3 separate regions of the Mus musculus genome follow, and all the other regions are linked to region 1. A link is a contact called in public promoter capture Hi-C data. All regions are on one chromosome and are shown on one strand. The core of a region is the stretch at or near the end of the contact, and the rest is flanking DNA. Distances in the headings are between cores, read along the strand shown. Region 1 holds the start of H3c2 (H3 clustered histone 2). Region 2 holds the start of Mrs2 (MRS2 magnesium transporter). Region 3 holds the start of Tdp2 (tyrosyl-DNA phosphodiesterase 2).

Region 1 (3,189 bases), core at 319-2,818:
GCCTCTAGGAAATCAAATACCTAGACATATACCTTTTCTTCCTTTTTGTTTGGTTTGGTTTGTTTAATAGGTAAGCTAAGCAAGTGTGATACCTTTTGACCTGGACCCCAGTCTCTTCTAATATCAAGACAAGGTCTTACTAAACTACCAAGGCTGTCTTTGAACTCATTCTGTAACAAAGGGGACTTCAAACTTGTGATCCTGCTGCCCCACTTAATCTATGGAAGAGTATCAGGGAGTGCAGATGTGATTTAAAATAAATTATCATTTTGTAAGCCAGGTTTTAATGTCATTGTTGTATTTGCTATTATTATCCCTGGAAAATATATCCACACGAATCACCCACAAGTTAAATCTTGGTAGTTTGTTGTCTATTCACATTCCCGATATAGGCAGTGTTACATGTAAGAAAGTAGTGGGAAAGGGATGGGAGCCAATGTCTGGAGTGAGAGGTTGTGTAGAGAGGCCTCTGTAGTTTAAAGTTCAGAAATATAGTGAAAAAATTTACAAAAACTAAAAATTTCTGACGATTGCTTGAAATATCCCAGCATAATGTAAATTGTATTTAACTTGAAATACTACTTTTCAGCATCTATTAAAACATAGAAAACAAAATTTTTTAAGTTTTGTACTAGATTTCAATGAGTAACAGCAAAAACAGTAAACATTGCACAAGCTTCAGGACAGACAAGTGTTGGAACCAGAAATATGTGAACAAAAGACACCTGGATATGACCTGTAGTGGAAATTACACAAGAGAGCACAAATATATAGCACGAAAACAAAAACAAAAAAAGACAAAACCCAAGAACAGACCAAAAAGGAATCAAGACAGGCAATGCTTATGACATAAAGCCTGACAGTCCATTACTTTTGGCCACTTATTGTAATATGTAAATTACTGTTTAATTTAAAGGCAGTTTCCAGGACATGAGCTCAAATACCAGCAACAACTGAAGTGAGAACTGATGCCTACTGAAGAAAGCAACAGTATACTTTGTAACTAGATAAATCTTTGAAAAACAAAGTTTCCAAGACAGTAGAAAAGTAACAGCTGCTTTTACAGAAACTGTGGGTGGCTCTGAAAAGAGCCTTTGGGTTCCAGTTTGCACTTTGTTTCGTTTAAGCCCTCTCCCCACGAATGCGGCGGGCGAGCTGGATGTCCTTGGGCATGATGGTGACACGCTTGGCGTGGATGGCGCACAGGTTGGTGTCCTCAAACAGACCCACAAGGTAGGCCTCGCTCGCCTCCTGCAGAGCCATGACGGCCGAGCTCTGGAAGCGCAGGTCGGTCTTGAAGTCCTGCGCGATCTCGCGCACCAGGCGCTGGAACGGCAGCTTGCGGATCAGCAGCTCGGTCGACTTCTGGTAGCGCCGGATCTCGCGCAGCGCCACGGTGCCGGGACGGTAGCGGTGAGGCTTCTTCACGCCGCCGGTGGCCGGGGCGCTCTTGCGGGCGGCCTTGGTGGCCAGCTGCTTGCGCGGGGCCTTGCCGCCGGTGGACTTGCGAGCGGTCTGCTTAGTACGAGCCATGACTTTAACAAGGGAAAATAGACTGACACTATAGTGAGCTGCAAGGCGCTGTCCACCTTTTATACAATCAGACTATCCGCTATTGGACCGAAGAACATTCAAAGGGCCCGCGCTTTGTTGGGATTGGTCAGCCTCTGCTTCTAAATCCTGGTTAAAAAGCTTTCAGAACATGCACACTCTCCGCCTCTCTTCCCCTCCATCTTTGCTATCACTTTAATTTTACACTGTAGTGTATATAACTCCTGTGAACAGAAATTTTACATAAGAAAGTTTTACATAATTTTACTTACATACATACATCAAATTGTCTCAAGCTTTGAAAACTCAATTCAGGTAATCAAACAAGTGAACATAGAAATTTAAAGTAGGTTTTGTGAGCTTTGCAAGACCTAGTTTAAATAAATGTAGTTTATCAATTCTAAAATCAAATATTTGCAAACCGATACACACAGGCAGATCATGTTAGTTAAAATACTGCCGAAACTATGGAAGTGGGATTTAATGGCCCTTAGCCCTTACTACCATTATGCTCTAGACAATCGTGACGTGAATGACAAACCTGGGTGCCAAATTTCTACTAAAAATTTATATAGTATGTTCTAAAGGTTTCATCTCTTACACACTTTTGACTCAAACTAAGGAAGGTCGTAAGATTTATCGCAGGGACTAACAGTATTAAAATCAATTTACTAAGATTGAAAGCTACTTCGTAACTTTTTCATATGTAGTATAAAAACTGTAGTGGAAGAACGTTTCACGAGGTGGCAGCTCATTTTATGGAAAGATGTGGGTGGCTCTGAAAAGAGCCTTTGTTTTGGTTAACTTTCAACTGGGCAGTACAGACAATCGCCAGATTACTTCCCCTTGGCCTTGTGGTGGCTCTCGGTCTTCTTGGGCAGCAGCACGGCCTGGATGTTGGGCAGGACGCCGCCCTGCGCGATGGTCACGCGGCCCAGCAGCTTGTTGAGCTCCTCGTCGTTGCGGATGGCCAGCTGCAGGTGGCGCGGGATGATGCGCGTCTTCTTGTTGTCGCGGGCCGCGTTGCCCGCCAGCTCCAGGATCTCGGCCGTCAGGTACTCCAGCACGGCCGCCAGGTACACCGGGGCGCCGGCGCCCACGCGCTCCGAGTAGTTGCCCTTGCGGAGCAGCCGATGCACGCGGCCTACGGGGAACTGCAGGCCGGCCCGGGAGGAGCGGGTCTTGGCCTTAGCGCGGGCCTTGCCACCCTGCTTTCCGCGTCCAGACATGTATGCGTTTAAGTATCAGTAAAGGCAAAGCAGAGAAAGGAAAAGAATATATAGTAAATTCTGCAACTGAACAGCAAGCATTTATACTAACTGGAGGTATTCTGTTTGTGTTTCTCCCATTGGTTAATATATCGTACCCAATAGAAAGCCAGAATTTGAGCTCCTCATTTGCATAAAGGCCTGCATTTTATTTTTCGCATCCAGTCCTTTTTCATATCGTTCTTTAAAAAATAAAAACCACGTAGATTCTGGGATTTAAACTCTGGTTTTCATGATTAATAGTTAAGAACTTTTTTTTACTTTCTTTTCCAGTTTTTACTTAAATGGAAATAAGTAACTGACTGATTTTCTTGTTGTTTTCATCAAGGTCTTTGTAGTTTTAGAAACTCTGAAATATAGAGTAGGAGTG
Region 2 (3,189 bases), core at 396-2,895, 1.3 Mb before region 1:
TAGCCTGGACCTTACTATGTAGCCGAGGCTAGCCTTGACTCTAGTTGCTCAGCTTCCATTTCCCATGGGCTTAGGTTATAGCACATACCACTACACCCAGCTTGACGTTGGTTTGATTTTTTTTTTCAGATAGAATACTATAGTCATGGGTGGGTTTTTTTGTTTTTGTTTTTGTTTGTTTGTTTGTTGGTTTGTTTGTTGGTTGGTTGGTTTGGTTGGTTTTTCGTTTTGTCTTGTTGCAGTTAACCTGATGTGCTGTTTGTCCATTTTCTCCCTTAATTTGCAGTGGCTTTACCTTTTCTTTTAACAACTTCATGGTGGAGAAAAGTCCTAGATTTGGTGCTAATTCTAGGGCTGGATACAATGACCTAATATGTGCTTTACTGCTCAGACAGTTTTGAGTCCTGAGTAACAACGTGCCACATTGGCCTGACATGTCCAAGGTGTTCTGTTCAATGTCCTAACCCTGCTTTTAAAAACCTAAATAAAGCCGGGCATGGTTGGCGCACGCCTTTAATCCCAGCACTCGAGAGGCAGGGGCAGGCGGATTTCTGAGTTCAAGGCCAGCCTGGTCTACAGAGTGAGTTCCAGGACAGCCAGGGCTACACAGAGAAACCGTGTCTCGAAAAACAAAACAAAATAAAACAAAAAACCAATAAACATAAATTGGACTATTAACAAGACCATGTGTCTGAACAGCTGCCAGCACTTGCCCAATGTTTTTCAAAGGTCATGTCATGGTGCGGGGTAGGGGGCGGCGGCAATGAAGTGTTTTTTAAATAATTATTTTTCTTGAATGACTATTTCCTGGCACATGTTTTTCAAAGATTTAGCACATCAAAGTTCTAATGAAGTGAAACCTCTATCATGTCCTTTCTGTACATTCAAGGCTCGTCCTACTAGCAATGCTTAAAGTACTTCTAGCTCTCGGTGTCCAAGCCAAACATCCATGGTCTCTTCTGGAACTTTCCTTTTGTCCACAGCTTCCCACTGTTCTACTCAATCCTTAGTGCCCGGCAAGATAAATAGTCCAACATCCCCATAGCTCCATGTTCATATATCAGTGAAGAAAGTTCTGAAACTCAAGTCTGTCTTTAGTATTGTGATGTAAACAACAAGTCTATTGACAAATATTTATTTTCTCTGGGGGCGGGCTGAGGGGTGTGATTAACTAGACTGATATCAAGTAGTGCAGACTGGCCTTACACTCTAGTTAAGAATGACCTTGAACTCTGGAGGGATTGCAGCTATGCGCCAGCACACTGCTCGCTTGGGCTTTTCCTTGTTCTACAGCAAAAGCTTAACGCACTGTCCCTTCAAAGTGAGTTTTAAACACAGTAGCCTTAAATAAAACTTATTTGATTTACTAATAGTGGTAACTTCCTCATCTCCCAACTGTATATTTGTGCATACATAGATACATAGGGGACCTTTCCAGAAAGTAGAATCAATCCGCAGCTCCTCGAAACAATGGACACTTTCGGAGCTGAGCTGCTTTGGTCAGTCTACCTTCACACTTGCACGTCCTGGCTCTGTTACGGACGCAGACCGGGTCGGCAGTCACCAGACACCACGCCGGAGCATGCGTGGACGGCAGCGCGCAGGCGCGGGACGGCTCGCGCAGGCGCGGTGCGCGGTTGTCGCGGTGAGCCGGTTGACCCGAGTTCCGGCATGTCGGACCGGCGTCCTGGGGCGGCTTCCCGGTTGCCCGCGCGCCATGGAATGCCTGCGCTGCCTGCCCGGGCTGCTGCCCCGCGCCGCGCAGCCCCGGAGGGCCCTGTGGACGGCGGTCGCGCGCCTGAGCCTCGCTGCCTGCGGCGGCCGCGCGACCCCTTTGCGCTCCCGGAGCCCGAAAGCGTCGAGCACAGCCCGCGCTGCAGGTACGCGCGTCCCGCGGGGCCCCGGCGGCCTCTGTCCCGCCTGCCCTTGGCCCCGCCATCCTCACCGCCGCTCGGCCTTGCCGGGCTCACCCGGCCCTCAGTGCTCCGGCCAGCACTGCGAGGACTTGATTGCGGTTTCTTGCTTATTGGGACAGGGTCTCCTTGTGTTGCCCAGGCTGGCCGCCAATTGACAGCAGTCCGGTCTCATCCTTCTGAATGAAGCCGTTAGAAGCGTTAACCGCCTCATTGGCTACTTTCGTTTGTTTTGTTATTGTTTTAAAATTAGCATTTAAACGGCCTTCTCTGAGTTTGTATGTGGAGGTCAGATGACAGCTTGCTCGAATCAGTTGTCTTAACGCAGGGCTTGGCGGCATGCATTTTGCTGGCCATCTGCTCAGCCCAAAGTAAAGGGTTTATGACAGCACTTTTATACATACTTTTTCCTGAAACCCCCTCATCCTACTGGCCCTTTTACTTCCTTATGCTCCCTTCTATTTTCGTGTCCCAGAATTCTGTTAGGTGGGAGTTTTGTTTGTTTCGAGTCGTGGTCTCACAGTAATCCAAGCTGGCTTGAAACTCTGCTGTGGAGCCCAGACCAAAGTCGATGTTGGGCAGCAGGAAGCTACAATTAGCAAGGTTGGGGTGTTATTAATTCTGTTTATTATGTTACTTTCTTCTGGGCACATTGATACAGTTACATAGTTGCCTTGGAATAAAGTAGGGAATTCCTAGAACTGAGTTTGAATGTGAAGCCAGTGATGAGCATTAATTAACCCTTGGCGAAGTCTACTCTGCAAGTAGCCAGCCAAGGGAGCAAAAAACGCTGGGGGAAGACAGAGGAGTCTTTCTTTGCTGATGCTTTGGTGAAACCTGAGGACAGCGTTTTCCACAAATGTGACTGCACAGAAACAGTCCTGACAAGAGTGGTTTGGGCTACTACTCTTTTTTGAATTGTACTTAAATTTTTCCCATAATGAGCTGCTGTCAGTCAACACCCCCTTCCCCACACCCAGGTCTTTTGCCACAAGCTTTTTTCCTCCCTTGATAATACTTGGGAACCAAGTGGTCTGTAAGACCCAGGAACTTAACTTGTGACTCTTGTCCCTAGAGCTTACATGGTAGAAGGAGAGAATAGACTTCTGACTTCCACAGTACTCAAACACACCCAATAAACAAATGTAAGTGTTATTTTATTACTTTTGTACAGTGCTTTGGACAAAGCCCAGGGCCTTGTGCATTTTAGACAGGCACTGGTTGCCCCAGCCCCAACTGACCTTTCTAATCACAGAGCAAGGACAGACAGACCTCA
Region 3 (3,189 bases), core at 227-2,726, 1.1 Mb before region 1:
ATTAAACCTGGCTGGTATGGTTTTTAGTTCCCACAGGCTGAGGCAAGATTGCTAGGAGCTCAATGCCGGCCTGAACTACACACAAACTTGTGCCAAACTAATCAAACTTGAAACAAACCTGTCTCAAAAGAAAAACTATCGTTCTTTGGCAAGAGGAGAGCAGATAAACTATGCAGAAACAAGGAGACTTACAGGTTACCATTCTTCAGGAGAAAATCTCTACCTCTGTTTTTTTTCTAATCTTCAGTTTACATATCACCAATATTTCAGGTCAGTAAGTGTATTTCAGTAGCCAGGGTTTCACAAACCTTTAATCCCAGTACTGGGCCAATGGAAGGCAAGCCTTGACCACAAAGGAGTTCCAAGTCAGCCTGGACATATATGGCTCAAATAAAAAGTTCGGGTAGGGAGTGCTGGAATCAGATGCAATGCTAGCAAAAGGGAGGCTGGAAGAGAGCTGGAGGTCAGGATTATTGCAAGCCTCTGTCTCGAAAAAGAACAAATAACGGTAACATTAAACAAAAATTCCATCCCAGTGTGGTGGTGGGCACTCTAAATCCAGCCCATTCGATTCTGAGGCAGGTAGATCTGTGTTTGAGGCCAACCTAGTCTACACACCAAGCTCAGGCCAGCCAGGGATAAAGGGTGAGGTTCTGCCTCAAAATACATAAAATAATCTTCAGGTTTAAGAAATAAGATAAAATAAAATAAAATAAATCACGTTGGAAGCCAGTTCTAGTATGTGCCTTCAACGTGCCAGCACTGAGAGGGCAGAAGCAAGCTGATCTGAGTTCGAGGCCAGCTTGGTTCAAATAACGACGAGTTCCAGGCCAGCCAAGCGCTACACAGTGAGACTCGTCCCAAAACAACAAAGACAAGTCCCGCTGGGAAGTGACCCTGCATCCTCGGAAGCATTCCCTGAGATTTCCAGCTCTGGGGCGCCGGCCGCCCTTTTCCAGGTCCCGGTCCTCGGACGCCCAAGCCCAGCAGGCGGTCCCTCCCCGCCCTCGGCGAGCAGCCCGCGACCCCCGTCGCTTACTAGGCCTCGGACTTGAAGGACGTGGGAGGCTGGCGCGGCCACCCTTGGTCGTTCTCTGGCAGCTCGAAGTAGGCGCTCAGGGCTTTCTGAAAAGCAAAGGCACAAGGCTGCAGGGCGCGCCCCGCCTCCCGGGGGAGAGCGGCGGAAGCGAGAGACGCGAACTGACCTGCGTCTGCCAGTCGTTCTCCCGCAGGACGCTGGGGACCATCGTGGGGTCGCATCCCCCCACCAACGCAAAGCCCAGGCACTGAAGCCGCCGCCTCTTCACCCGGTCCTCCTCCGCCTGTGCTGCTTCGGGCGCCGACGCCGCCCGCCCTGCCGGCCCTGCGGGCTCCGCCGCATCGGAACTGCTGCCAGACGCCATCGCCGCAGGGTCCCCTCAAAACACCCGCTCTTCACGCTGCTTCCCGCGCGACTGATCGCGAACGCCGGAACCTGCGCAGGCGCGCAGCGTGCAAGCGCGTCCGCGTCAACCTTCCGGCAAGAAGACCGCCCTCTCTGGTCCCCGTCCGCGGCCAGCGAGGCGCAGATGGGGAGGGGGAGGGGGAGGGGAGGGGAAGGAGGGGCCGAGGAGGCCTGAAGGTTGCGCGTGCGCGCTGGGGCGCTAAAGAGTGAAGGTAACCCGTGATCATCTAGGACCAGGGCGACCGGGGCGCGCGATCCTTTCTCCCGAGCACGACGCGACAGCGGCCGGGCTTGCAGACTTGACCTTCCACACCCTTGTCCTCTCACAAACGTCTCTTCCAGAGTTCATTCTCGCAGAGCCCAGACTCTTGCTTTGCGTCCACGATGAGCAGCATGACCCAGAACCTACGAGAAGTAATGAAGGTTATGTTCAAAGTTCCCGGTTTTGATAGAGTTTTGGAAAAGGTATATTTATTGTAGGCGAAGTATCTGGTGAAGGGGACGAACCTAGTAAAACACCTTAGTGGCCTCGCAAACGCAGGGGAAGTGCGTGGCGTGGATTCTCATCGAAACGTAAATAAGCATGTTTGGTTTTTTGTTTTTTGTTTTTTTTTTAACCAGCAAACTGTTGGAGTGTGTGGAGAAAAAATGTCAGCGTACCATTTAAGGGACGCTGGAGCCTGCAGGGCTAGTATATAGGAATTGTTTCTTAAGAGTCAAGGAGGTTTGAGGTACGGAAGTGAATGCGAGAACCACCTGTACGTGTGTTGTATTTCTTGCTTTTGAGACTAGGTCTTTGTAACTAGGTCTATGTAACTATGTAACGTTTGTTGGCTGAGAACCCTTGTAGTCCAGGCTGGCCTGGGAGTCTACAGAGTTAACCAGGACCAGTGCCTGCACCCTGCCATTCCACATGAACTAACGTAGACTACTGTTTTCCAGACTTTATAGACATTGTGTTCTATAGGAAGCAATCCTTAATAAATATCCGTAGCAGAAGTCCAGTGCGTGGTATTGTCAGAGTAGAAAGACACTTAACCTTAGAACTTGCTGCAGACTTTTTAATAAATGTTTTAATGCACGCATGTCTATTTTTCTGATTAAGAAAAAATACTTGGAAATTTAAAAAGAATTTGGGCATGAAATATAAATTTTGGTCAACAACAGGCATTTGAAATCTTTTTCCTGAACACGCCCCCTCTTAGAATTTTTTAACTATGTTCATAAAGTGTCAAAAAAATAGGAAATAACCCTTAGGTAAATATATTTAATGTTTTCCAATAGGAAATATTTCAAAACTAAGGACAGCATTTGACAGTGACTTTTAGAAAGATAATATTACCTAAAAAGAATTTTAATGATTTAAGAGGAAATTTTAATTCTTTAAAAACAACCAAAAACAACTTTATGAGGACTGGGATGTAGTTAATCCAAGCTTGCAGGTGGGAGCCCGTCATTGACAGGGTTGCAGGTGGGCACCTGTCGTTGACAGGGTTCCATAGCCACTTCTCCGTAAGCTTTCCTCACCCTCCTGGGTATTAGAATATTTTGTAACGTATTTATTTGGTTTTATTTATTTATTTATTTTCTATTATTTATTTAAGTTCTATCCAGAACTTGACATGTAGACCAGGTCATCCTGGATCTCACAGAGATTGATCAGCCTCTGCTACTTGAGTATTGGGATGAATAGTATGTGCCACAGCATCTGACTGTTTTTTTGTGAGGTAATTTTGACATTGGTT

Evidence for each region. Promoter capture Hi-C pulls out the DNA fragments that hold promoters and counts their contacts.
Region 2: a contact with region 1 is called in a promoter capture Hi-C map of pre-B cells, with 2.9 times the contacts expected there. The contact joins the promoter of Mrs2 here to the promoter of H3c2 in region 1. A contact is called at or near these places in 4 of 39 promoter capture datasets (3T3-L1-derived adipocytes, liver and pre-B cells).
Region 3: a contact with region 1 is called in a promoter capture Hi-C map of pre-B cells, with 5 times the contacts expected there. The contact joins the promoter of Tdp2 here to the promoter of H3c2 in region 1. A contact is called at or near these places in 16 of 39 promoter capture datasets (the 3T3-L1 cell line, 3T3-L1-derived adipocytes, the HPC-7 cell line and 11 more), 2 of 484 Hi-C or Micro-C datasets (pre-B cells and uterus), 5 of 115 datasets of contacts at active chromatin or transcription factors (the SCID.adh cell line, embryonic stem cells, pro-B cells and 1 more) and 2 of 9 other capture datasets (adipose tissue and liver).

Annotation. Positions count from the first base shown.
Region 1 is chr13:23,750,724-23,753,912 of GRCm38.p6, reverse strand. H3c2 (H3 clustered histone 2) reads right to left here and starts at 1,568. Exons shown (of 1, transcript NM_178203.3): 1 at 1,073-1,568. The coding sequence starts at 1,533. The coding sequence ends at 1,123. It overlaps H2ac4 (H2A clustered histone 4), which reads right to left and starts at 2,825. Exons shown (of 1, transcript NM_175660.3): 1 at 2,321-2,825. The coding sequence starts at 2,780. The coding sequence ends at 2,388.
Region 2 is chr13:25,018,773-25,021,961 of GRCm38.p6, reverse strand. Mrs2 (MRS2 magnesium transporter) reads left to right here and starts at 1,645. Exons shown (of 11, transcript NM_001013389.2): 1 at 1,645-1,880. The coding sequence starts at 1,718.
Region 3 is chr13:24,829,946-24,833,134 of GRCm38.p6, reverse strand. Tdp2 (tyrosyl-DNA phosphodiesterase 2) reads right to left here and starts at 1,476. Exons shown (of 7, transcript NM_019551.2): 1 at 1,206-1,476; 2 at 1,040-1,125. The coding sequence starts at 1,403. Acot13 (acyl-CoA thioesterase 13) reads left to right here and starts at 1,646. Exons shown (of 3, transcript NM_025790.2): 1 at 1,646-1,909. The coding sequence starts at 1,829.